2 separate regions of the Mus musculus genome follow, and region 1 is linked to region 2. The links are chromatin contacts, called in public promoter capture Hi-C maps. All regions are on one chromosome and are shown on one strand. Each heading gives the region's core, a stretch centred on a gene start, on an enhancer-like site or on the middle of the called end of the contact. The rest is flanking DNA. Distances are from core to core; before and after follow the strand shown.

Evidence for each region. Promoter capture Hi-C pulls out the DNA fragments that hold promoters and counts their contacts.
Region 1: a promoter capture Hi-C map of cranial neural crest shows a contact between it and region 2. The contact joins the promoter of Gnl3 here to the promoter of Sec24c in region 2. A contact is called at or near these places in 3 of 39 promoter capture datasets (cranial neural crest, frontonasal cranial neural crest and liver).

The regions. Positions count from the first base shown.
Region 1 is chr14:31,017,873-31,022,682 of GRCm38.p6, forward strand. Gnl3 (guanine nucleotide binding protein-like 3 (nucleolar)) reads right to left here and starts at 1,259. Exons shown (of 15, transcript NM_153547.6): 1 at 1,057-1,259. The coding sequence starts at 1,069. It overlaps Pbrm1 (polybromo 1), which reads left to right and starts at 1,266. Exons shown (of 33, transcript NM_001081251.1): 1 at 1,266-1,421. RefSeq lists an enhancer at 1,969-1,997.
Region 2 is chr14:20,672,334-20,677,273 of GRCm38.p6, forward strand. It overlaps Sec24c (Sec24 related gene family, member C (S. cerevisiae)), which reads left to right and starts at 1,988. Exons shown (of 23, transcript NM_172596.2): 1 at 1,988-2,055; 2 at 3,625-3,824. The coding sequence starts at 3,653.

The sequences.
Region 1 (4,810 bases), core at 9-2,508, about 10 Mb after region 2:
AAACAAAGAAAGAGAAAGACTGCACACATGAGCAGTGAGTGTTTTAAATTTCTCACATCACCTATATGGATGTTTTGCCCTCTCTTGTCAGCAGACCAACCACGTGCATGTAGTGTTCTTGCAAAGGAAGCCACAAGAGGGCTTCATCACTTGTCCTTCTACAGACAGCATGGAGCTGCCACGTGGGCTGGGACAACCCTGGGTCTTCACTCCATACCCAAAATGTTTCATTTACTTATTTTGTGTGTAGGTCTGAAAGCAATTTCCAGGAGTCAGTTCTACCTATCATATGAGTTTGAACTCTTGACAGTAAGGCTTAGTGGCAAGTGTTTATAGCCATATTCCTGGCCCTCAAGAGATTGTTTTATCAGGCCATGGGGGCCTACAACAATAAGGCTATCCCGGGCAACATAGATCTTGCCTCAACCGTCCCTGCAAAGTTATGCAGGGTATTTAATGGAAATCACACCACAACGCCAGTCAATTCGACTCGGTGGACCCACAATGGAAGCAGCTTCTAGAGGAAAGCACTACAAATATCAAGGTTTCTTTCTTTATTTTTATTTTTTCGAGACAGGGTTTCTCTGTGTAGCCCTGGCTGTCCTGGTAGACCAGGCTGGCCTCGATCTCAGAAATTCGCCTGCCTCTGCCTCCCAAGTGCTGGGATTAAAGGCGTGCGCCAACACGGCCAGGCTCTTTTTTTAATTTTTAAGCCATGGTTTCAGTATACAGCCCAGGCTGGCTGCAAACTTTCTATCTTACTGCGTCATCCTTCGTGTACATGATTAGGGCGCGTGCCACCAAGGCCGAAAGACCATGGTTCTGAATAGTTCTAGGAAAACGGCAGGCTCGAAAAGAGGCTCAAACACGTTAATCACAGAAATCTGGCTCGGTTTTCCTCTCAAGGGCTTAGCTCTCCTGCTATACAACAGGCCAAATTTGGGTCTGGGCCTTCTAAGCATCAGATCTACGCGGAACTCATCAATGGCCTATGGAGAGTCCTCTCCCTCCAGCCACAAAGCACCACCCGCGCGTTTCGCTCCCGACCCCACTCACTAGGCCTCTTCATCCTGGCCGCGGACGCTTCAGGAGCAGAGGAGGTCTCGGGATCACCACGACTTCTCGGGCGCCACGTGCGAACTGGAACTGCGGTTCAACGTCACGCGCTCCAGGACCTGCCGGAAAGTGTGTCGGGGCCGGGCCGAGTGCGCGCGCACACACATACACTGTCGCGCCGAGCCGGGCTCGCCTGGCGGCCACAGGTTGGATTTACGGCAGCACTGGGAGGGGTGAGGGCGGTGAGGGCGGCGGGTGCCGGAGAGACGGCCGCGGCCAGAGGAGCGCTAGCAGCCGTGGCGGCCACGGGGCGGGGCTCGGCGGTCGGGGACCGCAGCCGGGGCTGCAGGCGGCGGAGCGGCGGGGTAAGGCCGGGCCCGGGGCGGGCGGGGCCGCCCCTCCTCGGCCGGCTGCCGGGCCTTTGTGTCGGCCCGGGCGGGCGGGCGGGCGGGCGGGAGTCGCGGCGGAGGCCCCGCCCCGTGGTGCGGACGCGCTGGTCGGGCAGGGCGCGGGGCGGGGCGCGGCACGGCACGGCGGCGGGGCCTCGGGACAGGGCCCAGCAGCCCGGCCGCACCTGCCGCCGGGACAAAGGCAGAGCAGGGCCCGGAAACTCCCTTCGCTGCTCTTTCCCGCCCGTCGCGGGCCGCCTTCAAAGCTGTCAACGTTTCCTTTAGCCCCAGAACCAGTGACAGGTCGGGCGAACTCTTCTTTTCCTCCGCCTCTCAAGGCCTCTTTTTTTTTTTTTTTTTTTTTTTTTTTTTTTTTTTTTTTTTGGTTTCTTGTGCGTTCGGCAAAAAACTCCCTATTGAGTTTTTGTTTTTGTTTTTTTCTTTCCCAATGATCGCCCAAACGGAATATTTTTTTGTTTTTGTCAGAGAGACTTACTTATTTACAGGCTAGGTACTTAAGCTTCTCATTTGTACCGTCACGACGAGTTGAGTTTTTGTAAACTGTATTTTCTGGTTTTAAAAGTATTTTCCGTTTCAAAATTTTGTTTTCTGAAGAAGTGAGTCTTATTTTAAGAAAATTTGATATCAAAGGGGGGACAAAAATATAAAATTCCTGGAAAACAAATGACAAATACACAATAGACCGGATGTAGGAATTCGAGGACTAACTATAGAAGCGTATGGTGGAATATGCTATCTTAATCCAAACTTTTCAAAACTTACTGTAGGAGCCAGGCACAGTAGAAAACACCTGTTCTAGCTCTTGAGTTGGGAGTATCGCAAGTTCCAGTGTACTTGGGTTACATAGTGAGACCTGCCATTAAAACAAAAAAGTGGTTATACGTTTCTTTCTTAACCCATTTGGTAGTAGGCTTTTCCCCCCAAAGTAATTCAGAAGCATATTGGATTCCAGATGTTGAGGAACATAGCTTTTGCTTTAGTAGTTTTTAAGATCCAAAATGAAAGATTGGAAAGTATCCTCGTTTATCTTTGAAGTGGCCTTACTTTGCTGCTAGATTTACCTCAGACTTCTGGATCACCCGCCTCAGTCTCCTGAATGCTGGGTTTACAGGCGTGTGCCACTGCTGGAGGGTGGGGGAAGTGAGGATAGTAACTGCTGAAGACATGTTTGGGATTAAAACAGTAACACCTGTATGTGCAGATGCACCTTAGAGTGTGAAACGTAGCTCAAGTACTAGTGCATTCCCCAAATCCCCATGCTATAGACCCGTCTAGTAGACTGTTAGGAAGACATCAGACATCATGAAAGAGAGTGCTGACTTGGTTACCTCTTCATTTTTATATCACTCCATTTATGGGAAAGATAGTTGGGTTGAACTGTAGTTGAGTTGGTAGAGAATCTGGTATATTTGTGAAGCACTGGGTTCAGGTCCGTATACTACATAAACTGGACATGGTGGTACATGCTATCCCAGCATTTAGCATGTGGAGGCAGGAGGCTCAGAAATTCAAGCCCTGAGTTCAAGACTAATATGGTATGGATGAGACCCTGTTGCAAAAAGAAAAGGAGAGAAAACAACAACAACAAAAGATAACATAAGGAGTAGGTAAATATTAAAGGCTCTGAGTGGCAGTGGTGAAGGTGGTTTTCCTGTGAGAAGTAGGATGGTAATTGCCTACTTATTACCACAATTTTTGTTTTAAGTATTTGTTACAATGCTGAATATTACTAAAAAACACAGAATACTAAAAGTATGTTGTCAGGTATTTGGCTATACTAGGTACTTACACAGTTCCATATTTTTTTTTTAATATTTATTTTATGTATATGAGTATACCATAGCTGTCTTCAGACACACCAGAAGAGGGCATCAGTTCCCATTACAGATGGTTGTGAGCCACCATGTGGTTGCTGGAAATTGAACTCAGGACCTCTGGAAGAGCAGTTAGTGCTCTTAACTGCTGAGCCATCTCTCCAGCCCCCACAGTTCCATATTCTTAAGTACTCTTTAAAAGACTTACTTGGTATATGTATGCCTGTGTCTGTAGAGGCTAGAGATCCATGGCATTGTTTTTCTATTGTTTGTTTTTTTTTAATTTATATTAAGATCTATTCATTTTTATCTTATGTGTGTGGATGTTTTGTCTCCATGTATGGCTGTGCCTCAAGAAATCAGAAGAGGGTCCCCTGGAACTGGAGTTACAGATGGTTATGGCTGCCATGTGGGTGCTAGAAATCTAATTCAAGCCCTATAGAAGAGTAGCCAGTGCTCTTGACCTCTGAGCCATCTCTCCAGGGCTACCTTATTTTTGAAGACAAATTCTCTCATTATATACCTGGAGTTTGCTGGGGTTTGACTAGGCTGATCGCCAGCAAACCCCAGTGATCTTAATGTCTTTACACCTCCTCTGTACCTTCAGTGATGGGGTCAGAGGGCCACACAGTTGTGCCTAGCTTTTGTTGTGGGTCCTGGGGATCTGAACTCAGGCCCTCATGCTTGCATGGCAAGTACTTTGATTTTCCTCTTCCCAGACTTCTGAAGTATTTATTGTGCACTGGGAGTATCCAGATTCATTGTCAGACACTTGCATTTTTTACTGTAAATAAGGCCATCCTAACATCTGAAATTAAACCCCAGAATCATTTGTTTTCTGCTTATGGATAAAGAAATAATGAAGTAGTACTTAGAGACTGTTTTTAAATTATGCAAAATTTTGTTTTTCTGCCTCCCAAGTGCTGGGATTAAAGGCATGTACACCACGCTCGGCCTGTTTCCACTTTCTTAATGGTAGTATTCCATGTGTGTACCACCATGCCCAGTTCCACGTGGTGCTGGGATTGAACCTGGGGCCTTCCAATCTGCTAGGCAACCACTCTTCCAACTTAGCTATTGCTAGCCCTTGTTTGCATTTGAAGATAAAGAAACTGATCTGAGTTGTAGTTTGGCTAGCATCATACAGATAACTAGAGTGGAAGGTCTGACTCCTAAGTGTGGATCGATTATTTCACATTACAAGTTAAAAGGTATATACTTCGGATAAGAAAATATTTTTTAAAATCCCTCTCTTGTATCTTTTATCTTTTGAAAGTGTATTAAAGATTAAGGGGTCTGGGTTGTTGTGTCATCTAAAATTACAATATATTCAAAACTAATAATTTACATTTTTTTGTCATTTGTTTTCCAGTGCGTTATAAAAAGCAGTTATTTTGAATTGCCAAGATAATTGAAGACTTTTTAAAGCCCTGTTAAAACTTAAATGCTGTGTCTTTCCAGTGCAGATAGAGCTTTTGGAAAGAAATGTTTTTCTCTGATGCTTGGGTGGAGGGGAGGAAGAATTTTGTA
Region 2 (4,940 bases), core at 738-3,237:
TTAGGAGTGCATAACTTTAAGCAAGACAGATTATATCTGCCTCCTTATGGTGTGATGAAATATGAATGGGATAAATCATGTGAAATGCTAAGGTGAGGGAGGGCTCAAGCTCGGGCAGCTCAAGTGCTCAACAAATGTTATCTGCATTTGGCAAATTCTTAAACTGACAACTGTTAGTCAGCAAGAGAATCAACCAGGAGGGAGTCATTTGTCAAGCTTGGTGTAATGGAGTACTGTTTGCTGAGCCCCGTCCCCAAAACTGAACTACATGTAGGTGAATTAGAGCACATTTCTAGTCAGCTTTGGTAGCATATGCTTTTAATCGCAGCTCGCTGGGGGCAGAAGCAGAAGGATCTCTGTGAATTGGAGACCGGCTGGATCCACACAATGAATTCAGGAGGGTTATACAGTGAGACCTCCTATGAGAGAGAGAGAGAGAGAGAGAGAGAGAGAGAGAGAGTCATAAGAGTGGATAAAAGTGGTGGTGGTAATGTACCCTTTAATCCCAGCACTTGCGAGGCAGAGGCAGGTGAATTTCTGAGTTCAAGATCAACCTGGTCTACAGAGTGAGTTCCAGGACAGCCAGGGCTACACAGAGAAAACCTGTCTCTGAAAAAAAAAAAAAAATCCCAAATAAATAGGAAAGATATTAATTTACATTTCTAACAAGTCTCAGCTGATACTGATACTAGGATCCACGGACAGTATTTTAAAAGTGGATAGAAACAGGGCTGGTGACAAAGAACACTGGCTGCTTTTCCAGGTGACTTGGGTTTGATTTCCAGCATCCATGTATCTTACAAGATTTGTTAACTCCAGTTCCAGGGGATCCAGTGCCCTCTTCTGGCCTCTGCAGGTACTGTAGTCACAAAGTGCACAGATACACATTCAGGCAAAACACCCATACATAAGACATTTTAAAACAAGCTAGACAGAAACAACTGACTGGTTAGTAACTGACATGCAAACTTAAATGCCCATTTTTCTCTAAGCATGCATTACTGTGTAACTACCATTACGTAGGAAAAAACCCCACAAAACAGTTTGCCTACTCTATTCATGAACCTAAGTTGGCCCAAAGAAGTGCTTAAAGCATAACAGCACAGAAAGAATTCCAATGCATGCAACGGAGAGGTTGGAAGCATAAAAAGTGGGAGTTCACGGTGATCATGGGTTATATATCCAGTTTCAGGATAGTCTGCCTATAAATTGAGATCCAGTCTCAAAAAACTGATTAGAGGATAAAAGAGCAATAATCATTTATTAGTTAACATTGTTCTCTGAAGAGTCTTATGATTACTGAAAGAATTGTAGCTCTTTTAACAGAGAGCAGGGAGGTCTTTATATTCTGGTAGAGTTACCTCTATTAAAAAAAGGGCAAGGCATAAAATGGTAACTAATCTTTATTGAATAAACATTATACTGAACAATCTTAGGAAACGTCTCTAAATTCATCCCAATTCACTGTTCGACACGAATTCTTTTCATTAAAGAAGTAAACCGGGGCAGAAGTTGTCCAAACATTGAACTAATCGGCCCAAAGTCGAGGGTTAGAACCCACCCTACCACTACCACGTGTGGCTCAAAGGTCAGGGTGAGCTCTACCGTAGGGACGCAAATCAACGGGGTGAAAGGTTAACAGGAAGTGGATACAAGACTAGCTGTCCTTAAAGTCAACACACGACGAAGGGAGCGTTACTAAAAATAATCTGACCTAGTTTTCTCAATACCCTCTCAGCTGGTAAAGCCATAAAAAAAGTCTGGAAAATGTGGAAAAATCTGGAAAGGAAAGAAAAAAAAAAAAAAAAAAAAAAGCATGAAACTCAGCAATACTTTACAGACTGCGTCCATGACGGGATACACCACATACGCATGCGCAACATCCGGGTTTCCGGAAGCGTGCCTAAGGCCGACGTGGCAGAAGGAGTGGCCTAGCCCTAGAGCATGGGGCGGAACTTCCGGGGACGGCACGCCAGCCCCCCCCCCCTCGGAACCGGAAGTTGAGCCTGGGAGCCTTGACGTTAGGAACGAAGTCGAACCTGGATCTGGAGCCGGGTGAGGAGTGGCATCGCGAGGTTGCGTGGTGGGGAGGAATGCTGAGGAGAGGCCAGGGTATTTTTGGCCTGATCGCTGTCCGGTTTTAGAGGAAAGGGAGGAGCCTGGAGGCGGGGCCTAGAAAGAGACCCTCACCTCTCGCATCTGTGGCCGGCGATCGGTCTTAGGTCCCCGGACCCCTCCCTTCACCTCCTGGCCCAGGTTCCGGCTCGCTTCGCCCTCCCAGCATGTTGAAGGGCATTAGAGGATTGGTCTTTACTGCTTAGTGAACCGGCCCTCTTCGTGGCCCTAGAGGCTGGCTTGGCTTCCGGATCTCGATCTCTGGAGCGCTCAAGCCTCCGCATCTCGGGTACTTTCAGAGTTCTAGGAAGCTTGCCCCGCCCCTTTCGGTTGTCACCCTCGGCTATCCCCCTAGAATGGAGTCAAGATTGGAGTTTGACTCTGAGCTTATTCGGTCCCTCAGCCTCCTTCAGGAAATTAAAGGGAGAGGGACGTTTCCCAGGCTTGATGTTGGTGGCATGTGCAACGTTTAGCGTTTGGAAGGACTGTTCTAAAATGGCTTTGACTTTACAGAGTTTTCAGTCCGGCAGCGGTTTAGCTTCTGGGCTCTCCTAGCAAAGAGAAACCTATTGTTCTACTGCAGCACCTGAAAGGAGGTCTCACTCTTCCTGGGCCTCTTCTGCCTGTATAATAACTAGAAGGATGTTTAGATCTCCAGTCCCCTTGTTGGAATGACCCCTGAAAAGGACCTCCAACTCATCCTTCTGTTCCTGGGCAAGATTGCAATAGTTTGATAGCGACCTATCAAACAAACCTTAGAACAGAAACAATTACAGGCATGCTCTTGGATGTAGAATACCCATAGTCCTCTGCTTGAGACATGAGATGAATGACCTTTGCCATGGAATATTGCTACTTTTTTTTTATCTTAAATGTTTCATTTGTGAGGTTAATACATTCTGTTCATGGAAAGACTGGGGTCAGAGTAACATTTGGATTATTGTAGGTCAGACAAAGAATACTGTTTCTCCCAAATAGCTACTTTACAGTTTTTCTTTGTGTGTGTGTGTGTGTGTGTGTGTGTGTGTGTGTGTGTGTGTTTGAACAAAACCTAGTACATTTGAAGTTATTCTGTTTTGGGGGATGAATGGATGACTTGGTGGTAGATACAATGAATGGAAAGTGGAAACATTGCTTTATTTACCTGTAACATCATGGTAGTTATCAGGCAGAGGACTCTGTGTGACTGCCTGGACACTGAAAGTCATACCACTGGAGAATGGCTGCTGCTGTTCTGTTCCATTAAGTCTGTCTGAAGTTGAAATTTATACCTTCTTGGCAGTGACACAACATGGGGTTCACAGTAACAAAACCCTTGCTTTGAAGAAAGTGACTGCATACTGGCGGGGCAGGAAGTTTCTGAGATCCTGTAGTAGTGTGGGAATAGTTCAACTGATCACAGCCTGATAAGGTCAATCCCTTTTCATCTCTTCCTTCCTTCCCTGAATAGTTGCTCCCTCCGTAGAAAGTTTGTTTTGACTGATTTCGTTCTTTTCCTTCATTCAATAGGTGAGATCAAATCGGGGATGCTCTCATAATGAATGTCAACCAGTCAGCTCCACCTGTTCCACCATATGGGCAGAACCAGCCCATCTACCCAGGGTATCATCAGTCGAGTTATGGTGGGCAACCAGGACCTGCAGCCCCTGCTACTCCCTATGGAGCCTACAATGGCCCAGTGCCAGGTTATCAGCAGGCACCTCCTCAAGGTATGTTTTGAGCTAGGGAAGGGAATGAGCAGTCTTCAGGTTCGATTGTGTTGCTTTAACAAAGCTGCTTAGGTCCTGTGACTGAGGAACATGAGTCTGACTCTTTGAAAATGAAGGCCCTGGGAATAGTCTTGTCTCGCCTCGTTTTTACATGTGACTGTTCTACCTAAGCCACCTAGGAAGAATGCATCTTCCAGATTCAGCAACAGCTCACTTTGGTGGGTGTCACCCTGGACAGCATCATTACTGTTACTGTATTACTGAGAGCTGGATGGAAGGGTTGTGGTCATAGCTCTTGTGTTGCCTGTTGACTTTGTCTCCCTGAAGTCACTTGTTCCTCATATGTGTTGAAAATGCCTCTTATTTGACTTCTGGTTCTTACTATAATACTACTCTGGGACACATATGTGTGTAAATGAATCTGAGTGTAAAAGTGTTTTTGTATGCTTGACATAGGGTACTCCCTGGATCTTTTACTGTCTTTATTTTCCTTTGCTTGGGTTTCCTCTTCTTGAATGTTGTGTGATGTGAGTGAAATAAGAGACTCTTGTGTTGCATTAGATTCTCTGTGTATCTCTTGGGGAGGAGTTGAATGTCGGCCCCGTGTATATATGCTTTAGTGTTGAGCTACGCTGCTGCCAGTCCTCAGCTTTGTTTGATATTACTTTTCCAAGAAAGGTAGCTGGCCCTCCACATGCTAACCTGGCACATCTTATAAAGTTATTAATAGTAGACTTTTGGTTGTGCTGGCTGAAGAGGTAGAGGATGCCAAACTCTGTGAGTCTTTTGTTGTTGTTTTCCAGACAGGATTTCTCTGGATATCCCTGGCCATCCTGAAACTCTCTCTGTAGACCACACTGGCCTGGAACTCAGAGATCAGCCTGCCTCTGCCTCCCCAGTGCTGGGATTAAAGGTGTGCACCACCACTGCCCAGCAACCAAACCCTATGTTTGGGAGTAGATTCCACCAGGCCTACTGTCACAGGCCTGTAATTCCAGTTATAAGGGAGGGTGCAGTAGGAGGAACCTCAAGGCTTGCCTGGGCTGTAGAGTGAGTCCAAATCCAATTTAGGGAACAGAGTAAGAGTCTGTTTAAAAATAAAAATGAAAAAAAGAA